Linked DNA regions of Xenopus laevis: region 1 is linked to region 2. Evidence: chromatin contacts called from public Hi-C data. All regions are on one chromosome and are shown on one strand. Each heading gives the region's core, a stretch centred on a gene start, on an enhancer-like site or on the middle of the called end of the contact. The rest is flanking DNA. Distances are from core to core; before and after follow the strand shown.

Region 1 (6,375 bases), core at 3,008-5,507, 64 kb after region 2:
GATGTTACTGTGCATCCAATGTTACCGTAAGGACATACAGCCCCCAGCACATCAAGTCCGTGTTTGGGACTCAAATATCCTCCAAAGGCATGTCACATTTACAGTCCATGGGGTCACAGCATGATAGGCAGATAAAACTGGAGCATAAAAAAAGTTTAAAAAAGAAAAAACAGACGTCATCTGCTATATATGAAGGTCGAAATGCGTCATTTTCCCATCAGGATCAAGCAGGTTATGGTTGTGGGCATGTTGGCAAGTTAATTTGCCTGATGATTGTTTGGGCTCATAGATAGCGGAAATTATATCTGCAAGTTGCAAATTGCTTGTTTTGTGGACATGCCTACATTGAATGCACCGACCTTTTCTTCTTTAAAAAACAAAAAACTTCAAATTGTTGCTATTCTTAAAGACCAGGTGAGTTAAAGGGGGTTGTTTGCCTTTCAAACACTTTTTTCAGTTCAGTTGTTTTCAGATTGTTCCCCAAAAATCAAGACTCTTTTCAGTTACTTTCCATTTTTTATTTTTTACTGTTTTTCCAAAATCCAAGTTTAAAGTTGAATGTTCCTGTCTCTGGTGTTTGAGTCTGGCAGCTCAGTAATAGCGATGAGCGAATAAATTCACCTGACACAAATTCGCAGTTCACCACCGGCGAATAAATCTCCCGCGAAAATTTGCCGCCATCAATTTCTGTTTTTCCCGATTTTGCATGAAAATGTCAGATTTTCACGGTTTTTCGGTGAAAATGTCAGAATTTCCAGATTTTTCCGTGAACTTTCCGATTTCATGATTTTACTGTAAATTTATCATTTCGCGGATTTTCATTTTTCAGTGAAACGGGAGAAATTCGCCCATCACAGCTCAGTAATTCAGGTGCAGACTCTAAACTGTTACAATTTTGCAACATATAATTGATACATTTCTCATCAGCATCTCTGGAGTATTAGCAACTATTGTATCAATTCTAACAGCTGCCTTTAATGAAACTCAGGAATTCTGCTCAGAAAGATAAGAAATGTATCAATGAAATGTATCAATTTAGAACAGTTTACAGGGTCGGCGACCCCCCTCCCAGAGCTGCTTTAGAAGGTGAAAAAAGACACTTTACACTTCAATATTAGAAAAACGGTGACACATAGAAAGTGTTATTTCTGGTGATCTATCGGAAACCAACTAGTTGTTTTTTAAATAATGATCTGATGGCAGCTCTTAAGGTGTCCATACACGGACCGATAAACCTGCAGACAGACCGCGTCGGCAGCTTATTGGCCCGTGTATGGGGCCCCCCGACGGGCTTCACCGATCGAGATCTGGCCGAAAGTCGGCCAGATCTCGATCGGATGGAACAAAAAATCCCGTCGGATCGCGGCCGCATCTGTTCGTCGATGCGGTCCCGCGATCCGACCGCCCGTTAGGCATCGTTAGGATCGATCGTAGGGCCCACGACCGGATCGTATTGGAGTCATGTGACTTTAAAGATAGATGTTATCCAAATAAATACATGCACTTCGATTTGATTCTCCTAAACTGCTAGGATCTACTGATGTGTGGGTCACGTTTTTCTCGCCCCACACCTGCCCCCTTCCCGACCCGAACCCAGGCCAGCCTGCTCAGTCCCCTCTTTTTCTAGACCCGCGCCTATCCCACCCTGCAGTGATGTCATGAAAGGGGCAGGGCAGGCGTGATTCTGTAAATTGACGGACCAAAAGCTGCCAGTGTGAGGTTGTAGGCGTTTTTTTTGCGGTAGTCGGGCAGAACCGTGCCTATCCGCAGGTTTGAGAGGGCCCGCACATGACTACTATGACCCCCCCCCCCAATTTGCTAATGTTAAATGGGGTTGTTCACCTTTAAATTAACTTTTAGTATAATGTAGAGAGTGATATTCTGAGACAATTTGCAATTGGTTTTTATTTTTTAATATTTGTGTTTTTTTTAAAATTATTTAGCTTTTTATTCAGCAGCTCTCCAGTTTGGCAATTTCAAGTTGGGATGCACCGAATCCAGGATTCGGTTCGGGATTCGGCATTTTCAGCAATATTCGGATATGGCCATATCCTTCTGCCCAGCCAAATCAAATTCTAATTTCCATATGCAAATTAGGGTCAGAGAGGGAAATTGCGTGACTTTGTCACAAAACAAGGAAGTAAAAAATGTTTTCCCCTTTGCCCCCCCTAATTTGCATATGCAAATTAGGATTCGGTTCGGTATTCGGCGGAATCTTTCGTGAAGGATTCAGGGGTTCAGCTGAATCCAAAATAGTGGATTCGGTGCATCCCTATTTTTGAGTAATAAAACAAATCAATAACAATAAATCTGTAGTCTTACAGAGCATTTGTTTTTAGATGGAGTCAGTGACCCCCATTTGAAAGCTAGAAAGGATCAGAAGAAAAAAAGCAAGTAACTTAAAGTATAACATATAAATAATGACCAGTTGCAAAGAAATAGCTAGGAACCACATCACCAGCTGCATAACTTCCATGCCTTCTGTACATTGCCCACTTTATATTTAGCCCCGTGTTAATTTGATCCCGGCACAAGTAAAGCTTACAAACAATCTAATATTAAACGCAGGGCCTCACAGAAAGGGGAGAGCTTGGTAAACAAAGATTCCGTTCCTATCACGTATGTAATCATGTAAGCAGGCATAGAAACTGAGCATATTGTGAAAGGTGAATGCACAAAAACACTGCCAGTTACCACTAATGAATTGGCACAGGTAGAGATGGGTGCTCTTCTGCAGCTGAAAAAAAACGATGGTTAAGAATCAGCCGAACAGAAACTCTATACAACCCAAGGGGAAGGAGTGGGTGTCAAAAAAACATTTCTGCATCTCTGTAACATTGGGAAGTTTTGATGGGGAAGGAACAGTGGTTTTCCTTTTTAAGCAAAAGTGTTTTGTTTTTGTGGGGGGAAAAAAGGCTTTATATGTAATTACGGTATTTTTGAATCCAGGTGTTGCAGCTGTCGCAGCTCTAGGGCCTGTTACACTTTGGTGGTTATTTTTATGTTTGAGACGCAGTTTTGAGAACCCGTTAGCACGTGAACCAACAAAATGTATCTTATTGTGCCTGGTTGTAGCCACAAGTGTTGTTCCACAATGGCTCCACATTACACGAACACTGTCTGAATTGTCCCAAAAAAATTGTGTGTGTGTGTATATATATATATATATATATATATAACCATGGAAGCAGGTTCGCACTCTCAGGACTTAAAAATCAATTTGTGGTTTTATTAGAGGAAGAAGGGACTTGACGTTTCGGTCAGCAAATATCTATCTCTATCTATCTATCTATATATATATGTAGATATAGATATATATAGATATATATATATATATATATATAGTTGCGAAGACGAAGCCGCACTCACTGGACTTACAAAGCAATAATCAATTTTATTGGCACGACTGACGTTTCGGCTGGAACACCAGTCAGTGCGGCTTCGTCTTTGCGACTTTAAATTCCGTTTTGGAGGACAGCACCCAGGCAACTTTAACTACTATTTTGTGAGTGCCGATACATCTACTTTTGAGAGATATATATATATATATATATATATATATATATATATATATATATATATATATATGTGTGTGTTTACAAATCGGATTGGAGCACTTTGTCGGTCCCAGACTTAGTCCATATGCATGGACAAATTACATAAGAAACAAAAAAGTCCAGACAAATTCCAGGATTTTTATTGTACAATCACTAACGTTTCAGCTGTATCTCAGCCTCCTTCGAGGGAATGGTTTGTGTCGTGCACCCGGGCAATGTGGAGTTTTTAATTGCAAGCGCTGATTATCTATGGATTATATATATGCCATATGCACACACTACATAAGTGTAATGAGCCCTGGTGCCAACAGATCTTTATCATCTTGGTACAACAAAGGATTGTTTTCAAGTCCCTGTGTGCAACAGCAATTTCTTTTTCTTTTTTTTGTCAAATATAAATATATATATATATATATAGATATATATATATATATATATATATATATATATATATAATCTATTAGCAATAAACGTTTTCCACCTCCTTTAAGCTATAGCTGCTTTCCTGATCATTCTGATCCAGCGGCAGGGCAAGTTAAGTGTTAAATCCTGATTATAGTGCATGTGGGTGTTAAAGTGTTGCACAGCCAGGGAGCACAGCATACGCTCTGAACCAACTGTTTGCCACAAGCCTGAATGCTGGCCAACGCTGCAAGTAGAAGGTTGTGTTTGATTGCTCTGGGCTGCCGGCCGTGAAGGTGGACTTTGTACAGCAGAACACAGGCTTTTATAGCGAGCGAGCAGTACTAATGGATAAACACCACTGACTCCACCTACAGTTAAAAAGTGGTGTAAAAATCCACATAAGTGCGGAATGTACAGACTCCTTACACACCATCTACCTTGAGTTTAATAACCCTCTCCCACCCATACACTGAGACAGCATCAGGAGTGTGTATAAGGGGTCCTTGCTTCTATATGATCAGAGGGGACAGCTAAGTGGGTATCCTGTTGTCCTTTATTAGTATTGTTTCAAAGACTTTATAACAGTCATTAGGGCATTTTCAGCCATCGCTTGTTATTATCCCTTTCCTATACTTGCTTTACTTGTACTGGCAGTGAAAGGGTGACTGGGGCTGTAGCTGAACTGTTTCCGGATTCCCAGCTGCCACTTCCAGCTGCCGGCCTCTATCACCTGTGCTGCACTTCAGCTGTTGCTCACACTCTTATGGCTTACATACAATTGGGAAATTCAATTCCTTGCAGGGGTCGCCCTCCCTGTGATAACTGAACTTTTTGGTGCCTGAAGGCCTCTTTTCTTTGTAAATGATCTGGAATGTGAAAAGGTATTATGGCTTCCTTTAAGGACCCCCTCCCGAATTCTCAGCAGCACAGGGTTTGTGGGTTTACATTTCAAGCCAAACAGGCGGAGATTTTGTTATTGAGATGGCTTTGGTTTCTGCCTCAGACGAATGACTTGCACAGGTGACCTAATGGCTAGTGTTCCCATTGCAGCCTTAAACGAGACCAGTAACACACACAATCCAAATTAATTACAACTGACATTCGAGTGATTCAATGCCTGTGAAAATATTTCCCTTGACAAATTCGTCCTGCTTTTGCTCATAGTGCGATGCCTGCAGGCATAGTTTAGTCCCCAAAAACTCCCTACTTTTTTAGGGCAGAGAAACACGCTGCTATTTCGGGAGATTAGTCGCCCAGCGAAAAATAGCTTCTTCTTTGGGCGACTAATCTCCTCGAAAAGCCTTCCCACCGACTAGAATCTAAATCGCCAGTTTAATGACACTCTGAACGCTTCGGCTTTCCAAAGTCGCCCGAAGTTTCCTTGTGAGGCAACTTCTTTGGGCGATTAATCTCCTCGATAAGCCTTGCCGCTGGCTAGAAACTAAATCGCCGACGTGGTGACACCCGGATCGCTTCCGCTTTCCCAAGTCACCAAAAGTTTCCTTGTGAGGCAACTTCGGGCGACTTCTTCGGGCGATTAATCTCCTCGAAAAGCCTTGCCGCTGGTTAGAATCTAAATCGCCGTTAGGGTGGCAGCTTTCCGAAGTCACCCGAAGTTTCCCTGTGAGGATGCACCGAATCCACTATTTTGGATTTGCCCGAACTCCCAAATCCTTCTTGAAAGATTCAGCAGAATACTGAAATGAATCCGAATCCTAATTTGCAAGGATTGGAAAGGGGAAAACACTTACTTGTTTTGTGATAAAAAGTTACACAATTTCCCTTCCAGACCCTAATTTGCATATGCAAATTAGTATTCGGATTTGGTTCGGCCGGGAAGAAGGATTCGTCCGAATCCTGCTAAAAATGTCCGAATCCCAAACCGAATCCTGGATTCGGTGCATCCCTAGAGGCAACTTCGGAAAATTAAGAGTTCCGAGTGCCATCCCACTGGCGATTTTCATTGTAACTGGCGGGAGGCAGTACAGGGAGATTAGTCGCCTGAAGAAGAAGCGATTTATCGCTGGACGACTAATCTCCCGAAATAGCAGCGTGTGTCTTAAGGAAACTTTAGATCATGGATAGAAACAGGTGGCCTTACAAACTGAAAGTAAGAGCATTAAAACAAACTCGTTTCTAAAAATGGTTTGTTTCACTGTATCACTTCCCTGTTTTATAGCTGTACTAATATCATCAAGCCAGAAGTGCAAACTACATTTACTTCCCATCAGGTTAAAGCACTAGTTTGCCTTTAAATTAACTCTTTAGGATGATGTAAGAAGTAAAACCATTGCCGTTGGTTGGCGTTCCACCTTTATAGTTGCTAGGATCCAGTTTACCCTAACAACCAGGCAAGTGGCTTGAATGAAAGACTAGAAGAAGGGTCTGAGTAGAAATATAGTAATGAACAGTA
Region 2 (5,895 bases), core at 188-2,687:
ACGATCGAAGGATTATCCTTCGACCAAAAAAAACTTAGCCAAGCCTATGGGGACCTTCCCCATAGGCTAACATTGGGTTCAGAAGCTTTTAGGTGGTGAACTAGGGGGTCGAAGTTTTTACTTAAAGAGACAGTACTTCGACTATCGAATGGTCGAATAGTCAAACGATTTTTAGTTCGAATCATTCGATTCGAAGTCGTAGTCGAAGGTCGAAGTAGCCAAAAAAATACTTCGAAATTCAAAGTTTTTTTTACTTCGAATCCTTCACTCGAAGTTAATGAATTGGCCCCCAATTCATTCTCCCAAAAAATTATAAACTGTTTAGGACTGTTTAGAAAATTCTAGGCTACCTCCTTGGGCTCCAAGAGATACATTTCCATGGAATTTTGCAGCGCTATGTAATATTAAAGGGGTTGTTCAACTTTAAATCAACTTTTAGTATGATGTACTCATTGATATTCTGAGACAATTTGAAATTGTTTTTTTATTTTTTACTATTTGTGTATTTGATTAGAATAAGAGACTGAATAGAAGGAATGAGAGGAACTGAATAGTAGGATGAATAATAAAAAGTATTAACAATGCATGTGTAGTCTTACGGAGCATTTGTTTTTTTAGGTGGAGTCAGCGACCCCCATTTGAAAGCTGGAAAGTCAGAAGAAGAAAGCAAATAATTCAAAAGCTGTAAAAAAATATAACATTATGACTAACTGAAAAGTTGCAGAGAATTAGCCATTCTATAACATCTAAAGGGGTGGTTCGCCATTACATTAACATTTAGTATGATGCAGAGAGTGATATTCTGAGACAATTTGCACTTGGTTTTAATTTTATATTATTTGTGGTTTTTTTTTAGTTATTTAGCAGCTCTCCCATTTGCAATTTCAGCAATCTGGTTGCTAAGGTCCAAATTATCCCACCAACCATGCATTGATTTGAATAAGAGACTGGAATATGAATAGCAGAATAGCAGAGTAATAAAAAGTAGCAATAGCAATATATGTGTAGACTTGCAGAGCATTTGTTTTATATGGGGTCAAGGACCCCCATTTGAAAGCTGAAAAAAAGAGAGAAAAAGAAGGCATATAATTACAAAACTATGAAAAAGAAAAATGAAGACCAATTGAAAAGTTACTTAGAATGGGCCATTCTATAACATACTAAAGGTTAACTTAAAGGTGAACCGCTTCTTTCTACATGGACGTTTTTGGCACGATCCGACGCGCTGCGACAAAACGCCGGCGACAAATCGTATGCAACGGAAATAAGGTAAGAGATAGAAATGTCGGATGAAGTTGCAGTGTTGATCCAACGCGACACGACTGTCGGATGCAGACGCAGCGTGGAGCACCTGCATCCGACAGTAGCGGGGTCAACGCTGTGACTTCATCCGACAAAGCATTCACTTACCTTATTTCCGTCGCATGCGTCGCAATTATCCTAGCCGGCGTTTATGAGTATCAGGGTTAGAACTAAGGTTAGCCAGAAGAGACAGCTGCATAGGGTGCACCGGGGTTGGAGGGAAAAACAGTTTATTTGTGACTTCCTTCAAGTCTTTAATGAGGTTACAGGAAGGCCTGCACCGTAGGAATCCAGAATTTACTTGAAAGCATCTTTCTCACACCTCACTTTAGACTGTAAGCATTTTATTTAACAGGTTTCACCTGTTTGATCTAACAGTAGTTTGGTTACAAGACCATCAATTTGAAACAAAATTCACATATATGTGTGTATTCCTGCCCTTAGTCTCAGAATTTCGGCAATATATTGGGTTAAAGTTATCCTTTCAGTAATGGAATTTGGTGATCTTCCTTTGATGAATAAATAGATGATTTTTTTTAACTCTATACAAACTTTAGCGAACTGACCCTCCCCCCCAAAAAAAATCGTTTTTCATCCATAACAGTATATAAATTGCTTTAGCACAGCCTTATTGTGCCCACAAGCCTGCACCCGGCAGAGCCTATCTGTATCTTGAGCAGTACTGTCGGGACATAATACCCGGATTTTTAATAGTAAATAGACCCAGGGCAGATAAGAAATAGAGCTGAGTCATGTCAGAACCACATTGTCTGTCAATCCTCTTTGTGAAATGCTCAGCGAAGCAGTGAAGTTAAATATGAATGGATGTTGTAAGAGCTGATACAATGAAAAGCCTGAAAGAGGATTAGAGGCAGCAATATGTATCAGTCGTTAGTGGAATTTAGCCTTCGCTTCTTCAGACTGTAATTGCGTGGGCCTGTTACCCTTCATTGCCAATAAAATGCATGAGATGGGCCTAATTGGTGCTTCTAATACAACAGTACAGATATGGGACCTGTAATCCAGATTGCTCGGGACCTGGGGTTTTCCTTATAATAGATCTTTCCGTAATTTGGATCTTCATACCTTATGTCTGCCTTTTGCTATTAAGGCCCTCTCCTATTCATATTCCAGCCTCTTATTAAACTCAGTGCATGGTTGCTAGGGTAATGTGGACCCTAGCAACCAGATTGCTGAAACTGCAAACTGGAGAGCTGCTGAATAAAAAGCTAAATACAATGGGGCTCATTTATCAACACTGGGCAAATTAGCCCATGGGCAGTTACCTATAGCAACCATTCAGTGATTAGCTTTTTAAAGCCAGCTGCAAGTAGAACAATGAATGCAGCCATCTGATTGGCTGCCATGGGTTACTGCCCATGGGCAAATTTGCCCAGTGTTGATAAATGACCCCCAGTATGTTTTCAGGGGACCAGAAAAAAATGGTGTAAAATCCAGGAAAATTTATTATGCAGAATATATAGGTGGGACCACAAAACAACGTAAAATGTAAAATGAGGGAAAACTTGAAATAAGGGGATGTAAAATGTGGGTTCTACTGTAACTCAAAACGGGTTTCCGGATAGCTTTTCCCATACCTGTATTGTGTTTTTAAACAAGTGCTAGCTGCTTATTAGTTGCTATGGGCAACTAGACTAGATTTTAAAGTGTGCATTCTCTCTATGCAAGGCTTCTCCTGCCAAGCAAAATACTTTGCCTTTGGGCATCAGAACTTTAAAGGAAGGATAATGCCACCTGCCACTTCTGAATGACTAATGATCACTAATGAATGATTAATTAATCTGGTTCAAAAACTGGTTAGTTGTGCATATGCTATAATTATTAATTAAGCAGCCATTGATCTAAGGTGCTATTTAATCACCATTATGTAATCCGGAGGAAATTGAATTCCCCCACCCCCACAACTCAGCTACATCTTTTGTTCCGCCATCCAATCTGTCTCTTATATGCACTTTGGGACAAAGTCTGGACGATGGAACAACAAAAGAACCCAGAGGCCATTTGCAAATGGCAGAGCACGGTGCAAAAAACAGGTGCAAACCACTTAGTATTTTGCACTTTGCACCTTTCCCCGCCATGCACCACCCACCTACAATGCTGTGTTCAACAGAAAAGTGCAGGCGGTAATTGTTTATGGCATTTTTATTCCCAGCAATGTTAAAGGAGTTGTTCATCTTAATATTAACTTTTAGTATGATGTAGAGGATGATATTCTGAGACAATTTGCAATTGGTTTCCATTTTTTATTATTTGGGGTTTTTGAATTATTTAGCTTTTTATGCAGCAGCTCTCCAGTTTGCCATTTCCAAGAAGCTCCAATTGAGGCAGCTGACATCAGGGAGCAGCCTAACCTTATCCAGGCACTAGCCTTGATCTAAAGCTGATCATACATTAGTCTGGCCACTCATGCCTGGAGTCCAACAACTGGAATTGAATATCGTTGCCATGTTGCATTAAATACATTCAAAATGATGCTTTGAAAGTTTAGAGTGCTATTTTTACTAAGGTGAACTTCCCCTTTACTTTTATGAAAATGAAAATAGCATATACTCATCGTATAATTGATTAGCTTCTGACCAATTCTATATATATAAAAAATTAATTCACATGTAAGTATTTCACTTCTATTCCTGGCATAGAAGAGCATGACCACTTCCCATGAGATTTAAGAATAAAATGGAGTAGCAATGAAATGTATTAAGTATATTCCCAGCACCTCTTTACGGGAAAGTGTACGGCATGGCCGGCATTTATGAAAGAAATGGAGTAATATATGAGCAAGGACAGTATGTTTTACCCTGTTAAATATTTAATGTTACTTTTTTAATGCTTCTCCTGTGCTACCATAATCTGTTTCAAGGAAAAGAATATGATTCTAAAATACATTCGAGATCAAGGATTTGCTTGTAACATTTGCCAACAAAATATAAAATGTATTAATAACTTGGCAGAACTTTACTGTTGCTCAACTGGGATCATATGGACATTTTGCTATCCATTTATTCAGTGTTGGACTGGCCTGACATAGTACTAGAGGATCTCCTGGGGTCCTAGTACTTAGTGGGCCTCAGTCTGGGACCATTCCCATGACCCTGTCCTCTGACACTGACGTTATTTCTATGCAATGTGACACCAAGACTGCAGGGTCCAGGGTGAAGCTGGAGTTAGGTATAGTAAGTGTAGAGTGATAGATCCTCAGGTCATGCTTGTGCAGGGTGGTGGGGGTACAGTGATGTAAATATACATAGGAGGCAGACCCCCCTGGGCCTGGGGAACCTGCTTCTTCTGTAGCATAAAAATTGTGGAGTGATCACCCACTTGAGAATGTGGTGGGGGAGCAGCTCCGGGCACGCTGAGTCTCTCTGAAGATTCTTTAGTGGGGAGGCCTGGCACACTTTTGTTACACGAATGGCAGGGTATCTGCTGTGAGTTCAATTCCTGCAGGTGGTTGGGTACCAGTGGAATATCCACAAAGCTTTGGGTGGAAAGTCCCTGATTCCCTGACCATCCATTTGGCCCGTGGTTACCCCAGGGTAGAGTGCAGGGCTGGATTTACTATCCAGGCTCCTCTAGGCCGGCTCTGCTCGTCCCCTTCTCCTCCCCCATCTCCTTCTCCTCCCTGTCTCCTCCCCTGTCTCCTCCATATCCCCTCCCCTTCCCCTCCCAGTCCCCTCCCCTTCCTCTCTACATCTCCTACCCGTGCACTTCCCATGCACAGGTAGAATTGCACTGGAGATATGTGGGCATGCTGCCCCTGAAATTCTGCCGCCCTAGGCCTGGGCCTTTGTGGATTTGCCACAAATCTGGGCAGTTTTTCTTGCCGTTTCCTGGTTGATCTGCCTATAGAGTGAAGTTATTGCTAGACCATGGAGACATTGCTTCTTATGTTGCAGTTACTGGGTCAGTTACAGCAGGGGTGCCCAAAAGGTAGATCGGGATCTATCAGTAGACCTTTAGCTGGTGATCATTAGATCTTAAGACACTGTCTAGTCTTGAGATGTACAGCTTGTCTAAATCTCCCTTCTGTTTAATTTAGATAATTATTCTGTTAAGGTTACATAAAAAATAGTAAATAATAATAAATGATTATTATAATAATAACAACAATACAATAATATCATAATATTATAATACATAATAAAAAATATTTATAATTCTGAAATATAGAAATATCACTTTTCCCATAAATCAATATAATATATAAGCAATACAAAATGCTATTATGGATGTAGATCATAATGGGACAACTTCACTAAAAGTAGACCTCACATTAGTAAAGTATGGGCACTCCTGCCTTACAGGTAGGGTTGGGTGGTGGGTTAGTGTGTCGGCGAGTATGGGCAAGGCAGTGGCGGAACTACCGGGGGAGCAGGGGGTGCGAGCGGGCCAGGGCCCCCCGGCAGCCCGCACGCCATCTAAATGTGGGCCGATCGGAGGGGGCGGGGGCCCGGCTGCACGTCACGCACCAGGGCCCGCCCTCCTCTAGTTACAGTACTGGGGCAAGGCACAACCAGACCCTAGCAGGACTCAAACTCATGGGGTGGGGGTGGCTAAAATTTCCTTATTTGCTGG

What was found. Hi-C and Micro-C count contacts between places; a contact is called where the count stands out from the background.
Region 1: a Hi-C map of the XTC cell line shows a contact between it and region 2, with 3 times the contacts expected there. The contact joins two enhancer-like sites. A contact is called at or near these places in 2 of 4 Hi-C or Micro-C datasets (the XL177 cell line and the XTC cell line).

Annotation. Positions count from the first base shown.
Region 1 is chr4L:13,235,409-13,241,783 of Xenopus_laevis_v10.1, forward strand. The region is part of intron 2 of hipk3.L (homeodomain-interacting protein kinase 3); the gene reads left to right. Among protein-coding and RNA genes, the nearest start is that of tcp11l1.L, 50 kb to the right of the region's middle. Within about 2 kb of position 4,258, at least 3 of the 7 cell types and tissues checked have an H3K27ac peak or open chromatin away from gene starts, as enhancers often do.
Region 2 is chr4L:13,174,429-13,180,323 of Xenopus_laevis_v10.1, forward strand. No RefSeq gene overlaps it. Among protein-coding and RNA genes, the nearest start is that of hipk3.L, 5.9 kb to the right of the region's middle. Within about 2 kb of position 1,438, at least 1 of the 7 cell types and tissues checked has an H3K27ac peak or open chromatin away from gene starts, as enhancers often do.